4 separate regions of the Mus musculus genome follow, and all the other regions are linked to region 3. Evidence: chromatin contacts called from public HiChIP or PLAC-seq and Micro-C data. All regions are on one chromosome and are shown on one strand. Each heading gives the region's core, a stretch centred on a gene start, on an enhancer-like site or on the middle of the called end of the contact. The rest is flanking DNA. Distances are from core to core; before and after follow the strand shown. Region 1 holds the start of Kcnq1ot1 (KCNQ1 overlapping transcript 1). Region 2 holds the start of Tnfrsf22 (tumor necrosis factor receptor superfamily, member 22). Region 3 holds the start of Phlda2 (pleckstrin homology like domain, family A, member 2). Region 4 holds the start of E230032D23Rik (RIKEN cDNA E230032D23 gene).

Evidence for each region. A called contact is a pair of places that touch in the nucleus more often than the background predicts. HiChIP or PLAC-seq counts read pairs in DNA pulled down with a chosen protein or histone mark.
Region 1: a Micro-C map of embryonic stem cells shows a contact between it and region 3, with 2.1 times the contacts expected there. The contact joins the promoter of Kcnq1ot1 here to the promoter of Phlda2 in region 3. A contact is called at or near these places in 4 of 484 Hi-C or Micro-C datasets (all in embryonic stem cells) and 2 of 115 datasets of contacts at active chromatin or transcription factors (embryonic stem cells and kidney).
Region 2: an H3K27ac HiChIP or PLAC-seq map of microglia shows a contact between it and region 3, with 7 times the contacts expected there. The contact joins the promoter of Tnfrsf22 here to the promoter of Phlda2 in region 3. A contact is called at or near these places in 1 of 39 promoter capture datasets (hippocampal neurons), 2 of 115 datasets of contacts at active chromatin or transcription factors (effector CD8 T cells and microglia) and 2 of 9 other capture datasets (adipose tissue and liver).
Region 4: an HNF4G HiChIP or PLAC-seq map of pancreatic cancer cells shows a contact between it and region 3. The contact joins the promoter of E230032D23Rik here to the promoter of Phlda2 in region 3. A contact is called at or near these places in 2 of 115 datasets of contacts at active chromatin or transcription factors (microglia and pancreatic cancer cells).

The regions. Positions count from the first base shown.
Region 1 is chr7:143,295,144-143,297,857 of GRCm38.p6, reverse strand. Kcnq1ot1 (KCNQ1 overlapping transcript 1) reads left to right here and starts at 1,311. Exons shown (of 1, transcript NR_001461.5): 1 at 1,311-2,714. The region is part of intron 11 of Kcnq1 (potassium voltage-gated channel, subfamily Q, member 1); the gene reads right to left.
Region 2 is chr7:143,648,398-143,651,097 of GRCm38.p6, reverse strand. It overlaps Tnfrsf22 (tumor necrosis factor receptor superfamily, member 22), which reads left to right and starts at 1,434. Exons shown (of 6, transcript NM_001311145.1): 1 at 1,434-1,571. The coding sequence starts at 1,467.
Region 3 is chr7:143,501,140-143,503,839 of GRCm38.p6, reverse strand. Phlda2 (pleckstrin homology like domain, family A, member 2) reads left to right here and starts at 1,316. Exons shown (of 2, transcript NM_009434.2): 1 at 1,316-1,783; 2 at 2,024-2,292. The coding sequence starts at 1,350. The coding sequence ends at 2,024.
Region 4 is chr7:143,666,947-143,669,646 of GRCm38.p6, reverse strand. It overlaps E230032D23Rik (RIKEN cDNA E230032D23 gene), which reads right to left and starts at 1,400. Exons shown (of 2, transcript NR_153818.1): 1 at 1,302-1,400. It overlaps Tnfrsf23 (tumor necrosis factor receptor superfamily, member 23), which reads left to right. Exons shown (of 6, transcript NM_024290.4): 6 at 1,055-2,700. The coding sequence ends at 1,104.

The DNA.
Region 1 (2,714 bases), core at 62-2,561, 210 kb after region 3:
CCTGGTAGGAGGTGGGGTACCAAGCTAGGAGTAGCTTCTGAGGGTAAAAAGGAACTGTCTGTTGCTAGAGGATGACACCAGTTTCTCTTTTCTCCAGCTAAATAACAACAGGAGAAAAAAAGAGAAAAAGAACAGAAAAGAAAAAGAAAAAGAAAAAAAACCCAAACCTAAAAACCGTGCCTTCCCCTCCTTCCCCCACATATACTCAGTCATCTTTGGCAAGAGAGCTTCCTGGCTGTTTTTGTAGACATATATTTTCAGCAAAAGCAGTTAAGATGTATGGCTTCCTTGCGTGCTTTAGATGACCACACCCTGGCCTGTTCACAGGACTGGCTCTCCCTCCCCTTCCCCTAAATCCTGTTTGAAGTCAATTCTGGGTAGGGGTGGTTTGGAGAATATACCCAGAGTTCCACATGCTAAAACTATAGTTTGCACAGAAATCTGCATTCCCCCCCCTCGCCCCAGGCTTGCTTATGAATCCTGGGCAAGTGGATTGTCCCCCAAATCTGGCATTTTGTCAAGTTTCTCCAGGCTTTAGGTCAATGCTAGATACAGGGTGGTGCGTAGACAGTGTTAGTCAAATAAATGCATGGATAAGTAAGTGGACAGAGTGGAAACGATCCTGAACACTCCAGTGACAGGGCCAGGAACCAAGAGAATCTGGAGGATGGGTCGAGTGGCTGGGGTCTAACCTCAGGACTATCATTACCTAGTTTTATAACATGGGCAGACCCAGGGCCCCCTCCTTTTCATAAGTAAGATAGCCCCAAGACTTTCCTTACTTGGTGATTAAAAAAAAAAAAACAAGCAGGGTGGCCTCCTTGTGTGCTTTAGATGACCACACCCTGGCCTGCACAGTAGGATTCCATGGGACAGCTGAGAGGGTGGATTGCTTTTTTGCATCCCAAGGTCAGGCCAGAGCCAGGGGCATACTCATCTTTGGCCATGAAACCGTTTAGGTACATTGGCTGCCTCAGGTATCTGCCCTGTACTGCATTGAGGTTGGTCTCACACTTATTCAGAGTTAAGAACCCCAGGTTCAGCTAGGAAGGGATGAGGAAGGTAGGCCTTAAGGGGTGGTGGACCCAGCAGGCTAGGTCGTACAATCCTGTACAAGCTCACCCAATCCAAATGCTGGAGACATCAGGCTGTTTCCTCTTGGCCAATAAAAATAGTCAGCACAGAGCTATCTGTATCCAGCCTATCATGAGGAAGAGCTCCCTAGTCATTATTCAGCATCTGTCCAATCAACAGTGTCGTGGCTGCCACGTCACCAAGGTCTTGGTAGGTGGCCTAGCCGTTGTCGCTAGGAGGAACAGTTGCCTCAGCACGTCTGCGCAGCTTTCCTTGCGGCGCCCCTCCGCGTGGTCTATGATGGTGCATTTTGGTCCAGTCAGGCCCGGTGTGGTCGGCCTCATTTTGGATTACTTCGGTGGGCTTCTCCTCGGCGTGGTTACGGTCTAGTACACCTTAGTGTGCTTTTCTCTGCATGGTCCTTCCCAGCGTGGCTCGTCTCAGCAGCGTGGTTTTCATCCGTGTGATCGTCCTCTGCATGGTTTTTCACGGTGAGGTCATATCAGCCAGCCACCAGCCTCAGCATATTTGTCCACAGTTCTTTTGGAGCTGCCTCTGCTCGGATCACTTGAGCACTACACCTCAGTCCCGACTAGCCATCCTCAGTGTGCTTTGCTCAACGCGATCCTCCTCAGTGTTTGTCCTGAGCCTAGACCTCCATGGTGAGGTCTTATCTTGTTTCGTCATGGTGGTCGGCGATATGGTCCGATCTGCCTCAGCAATTGGGTCACTTCCGTGTGGATCGTTTCAGCACGGATCACTCCAGCGCGGTCGGCTGCCTTGGCGCGATCCACTTGGCTTCTCAGCATTTTTTTTTAGCCTGCTGGGTTCTCTCAGTTTTTCTTCAACACGCTTCTTTTCCCTCTGTGTGATTCTACTTGGAGAGCTTTTCTGTTCAGCTTGGTTCCCAGCGCTTCTTTTTCTCGGCATGGTTCTCCTAGGTATGGTTTTTTTCTCAGCGCGGGTTTCTTCTCTGAGTCAGCACGGCACAAGTCGCAAGTCCGCGTGGCCGCGCTCATCATAGCCTCCCCCTCCTCGCGGCAAGCACTCACGGCCAGAAGCAGAGGTGATTCGTGCCGCGCTTTCGCGGCTGGGCTCCATCTTCGTTTTGCCGCAGTGGCTCCGTATTCGTTTTGCAGTTACGGCTCGGTCCTCGTTTCACGGCCGGTCCTCGTTTCACGGCCGTGGCTCAGTTCTCGTATTTTGCGTCCACGTCCCCATCTTTGTGGCCCAGGCTTACAGAAGCAGGGGTGGTCTTGAGGCCCTTTGAGCCCCGAGGTCGGTCGAGTCCCAAGGTGAGTGGCCTAGGACACCGGCTCAGGCCTTCGGATTCTAAACCCCGGGCCGAGTCAGAACGCACTGGAGCTGAAACCGAATCGGGTCTGGAGACCCCTGAGCTTTGTAGCCCGGTGTGGCCAGCACCAAGGTAGTGAGTGGAGTACGTGTTGTTATGTGGTAGCTGTTTTAATGCTGAGAGTGAGGGGCTCCGTTCGGAATGTTCGCGCATGGTGGGGGAAGGGTATCGTGGAACTGAGGCTGGGGAAGGCTGCTTATTCGGAGTTTTGAACCGAGTTGTGATCTAGCTCTTGGATCCGAGTTGGGTGTGTGTATGTGTGGGTCTACAGTGGTTCCGAGTCTAG
Region 2 (2,700 bases), core at 185-2,684, 150 kb before region 3:
CAAAGGGCAGAGGGCAGAGAAGGACCTGGAGCACAAATATCTAGCCCAGGGTAGACAGGCCTCTTCTTTTCACCTCCCCTCCACCTACAGTGTGGGACAAGGCAGATCTGTAAACTGTATGCAGAAAAGGAAAGCCACTAGCCTCCCCCTGCTCCCGAGCTACTCAGAGACTGGTGGGACAACAGCATCCACAAGTGCACACTCCTCTCCTCTTCCCTTCCTCTACTTTCCCTCTGCTTCCCAAGGGTGGGGGACAGTTCAGCGTGTTGAACTAACCAAACTTTCTAAACACTTGTTTGTGTTTTGATTTGGTTTACTCCTGAGCAGACACCAGCCTGAGGGAAGACAAGAAATAGAAGAGGATCAGGCTGGCCAAGGAATTGGCCGCCCCCACTCCCCAGCCTAGGTGAGGGCAGATGGGCACAGGCTCCACTCCCTGGCCCTAGGGAGAGAGGCAAGAGATGATTTAAAGAGTACCAGGTGCCTGAAGTCACGCTCCTCTTCTTTGGGGCAGCCATTGAAATCCAGGACTCTGAGTCCTCCCTCATTTTAAAGAGGAAGTGGCATTTGGAAGGGAGATGGATGGGGCTGGTAGTGGGCCACTTTTTCGAATACCTGGAGGGGCCGGGTGGAACAGATGAACCAACCCAAGTTCCCTAGAGAAATAAGCGTTCTACTTCCTGTGTTAGGCTAGTAGACTTGGCTTAAATGTCCTGTGTCCCATGAGCTTGGATTGGCACACACAGTGGAGCTAAACACAGTGAAAGGAAGAAGAGGTGAGGGACTCACAGTCCAGGGATGTTCATACAGCCCTCCTCCCCCGACACACACCCCCCAACCCCAGAACTGGAAGAGTGCCTACCAGTCCTGGATATTTTGAGGTCCTCAGAGTCAGCGAGTCCCACACAGCCCCTCAGACCCTGACAGTGAAGCCTTCAGCTGCTGCTCCAGACCATTGACCAGTGAACACTCACAGGAACGCTACAGGGATAGAGTTACTTCAAACTTCTCCGTGTTGAGCTAAGACAGTGTGTGTTGTAGCTTATCTTCCTCTTTTTGTTTGTTGCTTTTGAGAAGGTTTACAGTCTGCTGCAGTCTGACTTTTATAACGATTCCAACAATAGTTCATGCCTCTCCCTCCACTCAGGTCCAGGAAAATTTTTAATTAACTTATAATAAAGAGCAGTATACCGTAATGAAAAACAAACGAAGGCAGAGAATTCGACTTTAACTTGCTGTTTATAACAAATATGATTCTGTTAATAACGTCATAGGCATTTAAAATTACGTTATTTATAGAAAACTAGATATTACTGAGCACTGATTGTGGTGGGAAGGCAAGAGTGGTGGCGCTGGACCCGCCCACGAGATAAGGCAACCATACAGGAACCAATCCGCTGAGGAGAGGCGTGGCCACCACAGCAGCTCCTCCCAGCTGAGCAGCAGCGGCGTGCTTGCACTCGGCCATGTTTGGCTTCTTCTGCAGCTTGGTGTCCAGTCTGAGTCGCTGGTTCCTTTGGCGGCGGCTGCTGCTGCTGCTGCTGCTGCTGCTGCTGAATCTGCCCTTGCAGGTGAGTAGATATGGCCCTGCGGAGCTGAGACTCGCTCTGGGCACCGGATCCCCGGACTGCAGAGGAAAGCTACTGCCGGCGGTGAACTGATGGCGGGCTGTGCCATCAGCCTGGGCATCGCCAACCAACACTTCAGAACTTCGTCTGCTCTTAAGTGGTCCAGAGTTGGGGGATTGAGGAGGTGAAGCAGAGGCAGGGGAATGGCCAAGCGGGTAGCCAGAGAAAGTGTGTCCGGTTGGTCCCTGAGCTCCGGGACAAGGTGGACACGCCTCTCCTCCCTTTCTCATCAGAAAGCGGTCCATCGGAAGGCGACTCCGGAAAGTGCCATTGCGGACTGCAGTGGCCCGCGCGACTGTGCGCCTTGGGTGGGTCCGGCCCGGCTGGTCTTGGGGTGTAGTACTAACTACTACAAAAGGATCTGTGTGGAAGGCCTGGCTATGCCTTTCCTGGGCCTTTCGGGTCTCTGCTAAGTTCGTCCCGAGATCGCTTCTTGTCTCTTTAATCATAAACTGCAGTTAAACCTAAGTTAGTGGGCAGCCTGATCTACATAAGGAGTCTCAAAACCAACCAAACAACCAAACAAAAAACCTAGACGATCCTGTAAATGACATTTTAGTTACAGCCAACTTAATTTTATGTCAATTTTCTCTCATAAGAGTCTTCATCCCAAAAATAGGCAGAAAAAGGTTTATGTTTTATAACCTGTAAGGATATCCATTTTGTAACACATTCAGATCTTTAGTTATAACAACAACAACAACAACAAAATAACCCTTAGATTGTTCTAAGATAGTATCTGAGCAGTCAGAGACCACTTACATGTAATCAGCATTTCTTTAAACCACCTAGGAGCTGGTTAATAGTAATTCTTTGCTAGCTGCTGGTGAGCAGCTTTCACAGAAATGGACCCAGAGGGCATCCAGCTTCCCTGGGAATCTCCTGGGCAAGGGGCCAGAGGATATGCAACTCAGAGGTGACTTCAAAGTTCCCAGCACTTTGAGGGACTTCGAACATATTTCACAGGCAGGTTTCACATGGGATGGCCCTTGACCCTGAAATCTCTTCCCATCCCTATTAGGGCTCTGGGGCTCCATGCCTGCCCAGGCACCGCCTGAAAAGTGGTGCATTT
Region 3 (2,700 bases), core at 67-2,566:
GGTATAAACCTGCCTTAGAACAACACTAGGCCACCGAACTGGAGTTTTAGGCTGTCTCAATTGTTTAAATGGAGGAACCTGTGTTTTCACTGGGAGCCAGTCCACCTAGAAGCATGGTGTCTGGTTTTCCAACAGCCAGGGGTGGAGGTGGCGGTGGGGATGGGGGAAGGGGTGGAGGTGGGAGAAGGGGTGGGGGTAGGGGGAAGGGGTGGGGCTGAGGGTTTCCTTGTAGCGCCTCTGTCCTCCATCCCACCCCAGCACCCCTGCCCCCATCCCACCATAGCAGGGGACTCCTGGGGTCCCTAGGCCAGTCCCTCCCCCATCCCTGGGAACCCTGGAGGAGCTGCGTCTGCTTCCTACTACTATTAAACCTTTAAAGGCAGAGGGTAAATAAAATCTTGCACTGAAAGGCGATGACTCAGCCGCCCCCGCCGCCCCCGCCGCCCCCGCCGCCCCCGCCGCCCCTAGCCCTTAGGTCGGTCCCCTCATTCCCCAAGCTAGCTTTGCTAGCTCCCGTCCCCCCCCCCCGCCCCCATCGTGAGTTTCCAGCACGTCGAGGTTGTACAGTCGCAGCCCGAGGTGTCTGTAGCCTAGATTGGGGCACACGGGAAAGAGGCAGGCCTTTCTCTTCACGTGGCTGAGCACTGCAGGGTGCTGTTCCTCCTCCACTTCTTCACTGTCTAACTTACTAAAAGGTCATTGTCCCATTTTACAGAAGGGAAAAGAAACTGAGATAATTTCGAGGTACAACTTTGGGGAGCAACTTGGGTGATAAAGCCTGTTGGGGCAGGGCTACTTCCCAAGAAAGTCTAGTGGGTGGCCTTTGGATGCTCGCCCAAGGTGGGAGGAGACGGTGGCCAGGGCTTGGAAAGAACCCGTGAGTCCACGACCCGCGTGTTCGGTCTCCCCGTGAGTGGGATTCTGAGCGCGGTAGTTCAGTCTAGGGGTCGGGCGCTTCCCAGGTCTTCCCGGCCCGTGAGTCACGAGGGGCAGGGACCGCTGAGGTGCATTCCTCTGCAGGCAGGGCCGGAGCCTGGGCGGGGAGGGGACCACAAGTCACTCCACCTGGCAGCTGGGACGTTGGGGCTGGAGGGAAGGCTCGGGGCTCCCGTCAGAGAGGCGCCAATCAGTTCTCGCCCCCCACCCTCCGTCCTCCGATAAGCGGTAGCTTCAAGCAATGGGTAAGGGGCAGCCTGGGGCGGTTGGTGGGGGGCAGCTCCGAGAGCCTGCTTGGGATTGAGAGTGCCCGACTCCGGGGCGTGTCTGGGCTGCGGGGCGGAGTCCTTATAAAGACCACGCCGCGGCCGCGGCCCGCAGCAGAGCGAGCGCATTTGGTGCAACCTTTCGAAATGGCTTCGAAAATCGTGATGTCTTCGAAAACCGTGAAGACCTCCGACGAGATCCTTTGCGAGGGCGAGCTGGAGAAGCGAAGCGACAGCCTGTTCCAGGTATGGAAGAAGAAGCGCTGCGTGCTCACCGCCGACCGCCTGCGCCTCTTCTCCGGGAAAACCAGCCCCGCCAAGGAGCTGTTTTTCCACTCCATCCTCAAGGTGGACTGCGTGGAGCACACCTCTAAGTACGTGTACTTCACCATCGTCACCAACTATTACAAGGAGATCGACTTCCGCTGCACGGTGGAGAGCTGCTGGAACGCGGCCATCACCATGGCGCTGATCGACTTCCAGAACCGTCGGGCGCTGCAAGACTTTCCCCGCTACCGGTATCAGCGCTCTGAGTCTGAAATGCCTTCCGAGCCGGGAGAGCAGAGCGCTCTGGGTCCGTGGTGAGTAACAAACTTGTCCACGGCGTCGGAGTACGGGGCATGGGGAAAGTGAATGGGGGTCATGCCTCCCAGTGGGGAAAACTTCGATTTTAAAAGCCACGGGGAGGGGGAGGGGGGAATCCTACGTCTTTGAAAACCCTTTGGAGAGGGGACCTGGAACGCATGGCAGGAGCTGCTCGGCCCACCTGGAGACTTAAAAGCTGCACCCGGGCAGCTCCTGACTCAGTCTTCTCCCTACAGAAACGCACGGGACCAGTTGAGCCGGGAACCAGCCCACGCTGCCGCATCAGACAGGAGCCCAGGAGCCCAGGGGATGCCCCGGGTGACGCCGCCGCTGCTCTTCACCGAAGATATTCCCGTGCTTGCTGAGCCTTGCCCCGCTGTGCGGGTGCGCTAACTTATTGGACCGTATTTATATTGGTTACCTGCTTCCAACCCACCATTCCGTGTTAATATTTTTTATACCATATTTTCATTCCAAATAAACAATGTCACTTTTCTTTTTTTAACAACTGTGTGGTCTGTGTAGTTCCTGCTGGGGCGAATGTGTGGAAGGGTGGGAGTGAAAGGGTCTCCTATCTGGTGTTATTCCCTCTCCACATCCCGGGAACCATTCAAAGTGCCTTTGAGGGCTGGAGAAATGGCTCAGCGGTTAAGAGCACTGACTGCTCTTCCAGAGGCCCTGAGTTCAAACCCCAGCAACCACATGGTGGCTCATAACCAACCATCTGTAGTGAGATTGGATGCCCTCTTCTGGTGTGTCTGAAGACAGCTTCAGTGTACTTACATATAATAAATAAATCTTGAAGGAAAAAAAAAGTGCCTTTGAATGAACTGTCATCTGCCAGTGGGGCTCAGAGCCTTGCCAGGTCAGGAAGTAGGTCTGGGTGTGGTTTGGCCACCTTTTGCTCCTGGGT
Region 4 (2,700 bases), core at 151-2,650, 170 kb before region 3:
AGGCCACATACGCAGCCAGTGCTATGGTTGTCTTCTTATTGAATGACAATGTACATACCATAGCATTAACAGTTTCAAAATGGACATCAAAATGAAACTGAATACCAGCTCCTCTATCTGTTACAATGTCTCCCAAACATATGTCTCTCTTTGACCCACCCTCCCAAGAAGATCTGCCTCAGTGGTCTGGCCTACCTGAATGGTTCATGGAGGTAGAGTCGCCGTGTGTGGCTTTTGTGTCTGGGTTTCAGCATCATGTTTCTCTGCATGGATGGGGGTTTGCTGCACGTATGCCAGTGCCATGTGTGTGAAGAAGCGTCAACTTACCTGGGACTGGAGTTCCCCGTTGTGGTTATGAGCCACCATATGCATGCTGGGAAGTGAACCGGGGTCCCCTGCAAGAACGCCTTAACCACTGAGCTACCCAACCATCATGTATTAAGGCTGATCTAGGCTGAAGCTCTGTCATCGCCTCATGCCTTGTCACGGTTGAATCATCATGTACCACCCACGCTGTCTCATTCCCATGTTAATGGCATTTTTAATAATTCCTTATAATATGTAGACCCTTACACCAAATATTCAGTGGGGAAAGGGCAGCCTCTTCAATAAATAATGCTAGCCTGGCATTAGTGGCGCATGCCTTTAATCCCAGCACTTGGGAGGCAGAGGCAAGTAGATTTCTGAGTTTGAGATCAGCCTTGTCTACAGAGTGAGTTCCAGGACAGCCAGGGCTACAAAGAAAAACACTGTCTTGAAAAACCAATATAATAATAATAATAATAATAATAATAATAATAATAATAATGCTAGCAAAAGAACCTATACCTATGAAAGAATGAAAGCTGTAACTGTATTTAACAACATATGAAAAATTGAGGGTTGGGCTAAATCTCAGTGGTAGGGTATTACCCTACATGCATGAAGCCCTAATTTAATCCCCAGTACTGCCAAAAATACAATAAATTCAACCAGGGCACACTGGCCATGGCCTATAATTCCAGCATTCTGTTCTTGAGTTGACCAAAATATTTCTTGTTTTTCCCACTTTTAGATCCCAGAAACTGGCTGTTCCTACTGATGCTAATTGTCTTCTGTATCTGAAGAAGATAAAGGTTCTACAGATGGTGTCTGTAGCTTCCTTTTATTGCTGTGAAGAGAAACCATGGAGGCAACTCTTTCATTTTATTTTATTTTTTAATGTCTTGAACTTGATTTGAAGACCAGGCTGGACTCAAACTCACAGAGATCCGGACTAGGCACCTCTAATATAGGAAAACATTGAATTGGGACTGGCTTACAGTTTCAGAAGTTCTGTCCATGATTATCATAGTGCGAAGCATGGAGGCACGGAGGCACACATGGTGCTGGAGAAGAAGCTGAGAGTTCTGCATCTTGATCTGCAAGCAATAAAAGGAGACTGTGTGCCACACTACACATAGCTTGAACATAGGAGACCTCAAAGCCTGTCCCCACAGTGACAAACTTCCTCCAACAAGGTCATACCTCCTAATAATACCATTTCTTATGAGGCAAGCATTCAAACACATGAGTCTATGAGGGCCAAACCAATTCAAACCACCACAGGTTAACAATTGCCCTCTGCAGCTCTCTGGTGGAGGCCCTCCTTGAGAGTAAGTAACAATTTAGATGAAGGCAAGTCCTGGTATCAGGTCCAAAAGAAACTCAGGATGAATGGTCCACTGTGGTTCCTATTAACATACTGAAGAACATGACCTCACCTTAGACTTCTCCACCTCACTGGCTTCCCTTCCCCTAGCTTCTCATTCCCAGGTAACCCTGCCATTTTTTGGTAATGTGCCTTCTTGGTTCTTCCTCTCCTTTCCCCCTCTCTTCTGGTCCTTATTTCTCTTCCTCTCCCACTCTCCACCAGCCGCCTCTTAAGGCCTGAGTCAGTCTGCAGGCCATGTTTAATCTACTACTTTCTCTCTGCTCTGGACTCATCCAGATGTCTCTGGCTGAGCTCTCCCTCCTATCTACAATAAAACCCTTCCCCCTAACCAGAAATGGAACAGTTTTGTCCTCACTTTGTACATCTGGTGCCTGAAACCAGAGAGGAATATATATGACCCCATCCAAGAGACTCAGCCTCTCCTAGCCAAACCATGCTGTTGGTTTGACGACTTCCTAAGGTATGCATGGATGGATCACTTGTTCCTGCAGGCTTCTGCAACCTACCATAGTGAACTCCAAACCTGGAATTCACCTCTTCAGCTGCTTCTCCCCTCTACTTGCTCTAACCATTTGCTTCTCCTCACCATAGCAGGAAATTTCCACTTGCCTAGGGGTGTGGTCAATGCCTTGCTATCACTACTCAGAAATTTCCCCTTGGCTAGAGGTGTGGTCAGTGCACTGCTCTCACTGCTCAGTAAATTTCCACTTGCCTAGGGGTGTGGTCAGTGCCTTGTTCTCACTGCTCAGTAAATTTCCCCTTGGCTAGGGGTGTGGTCAGTGCCTTTTTCTCACTGCTCAGTAAATTTCCTCTTGGCTAGGGGTGTGGTCAGTGCCTTGCTCTCACTGCTCAGTAAATTTCCACTTGCCTAGGGGTGTGGTCAGTGCCTTTTTCTCAATGCTCAGTAAGTTTCCACTTGCCTAGGGGTGTGATCAGTGCCTTGCTCTCACTGCTAAGTAAATTTTCACTTGCCTATGGGTTTGGTTAGTGCCTTGTGCTCACTGCTC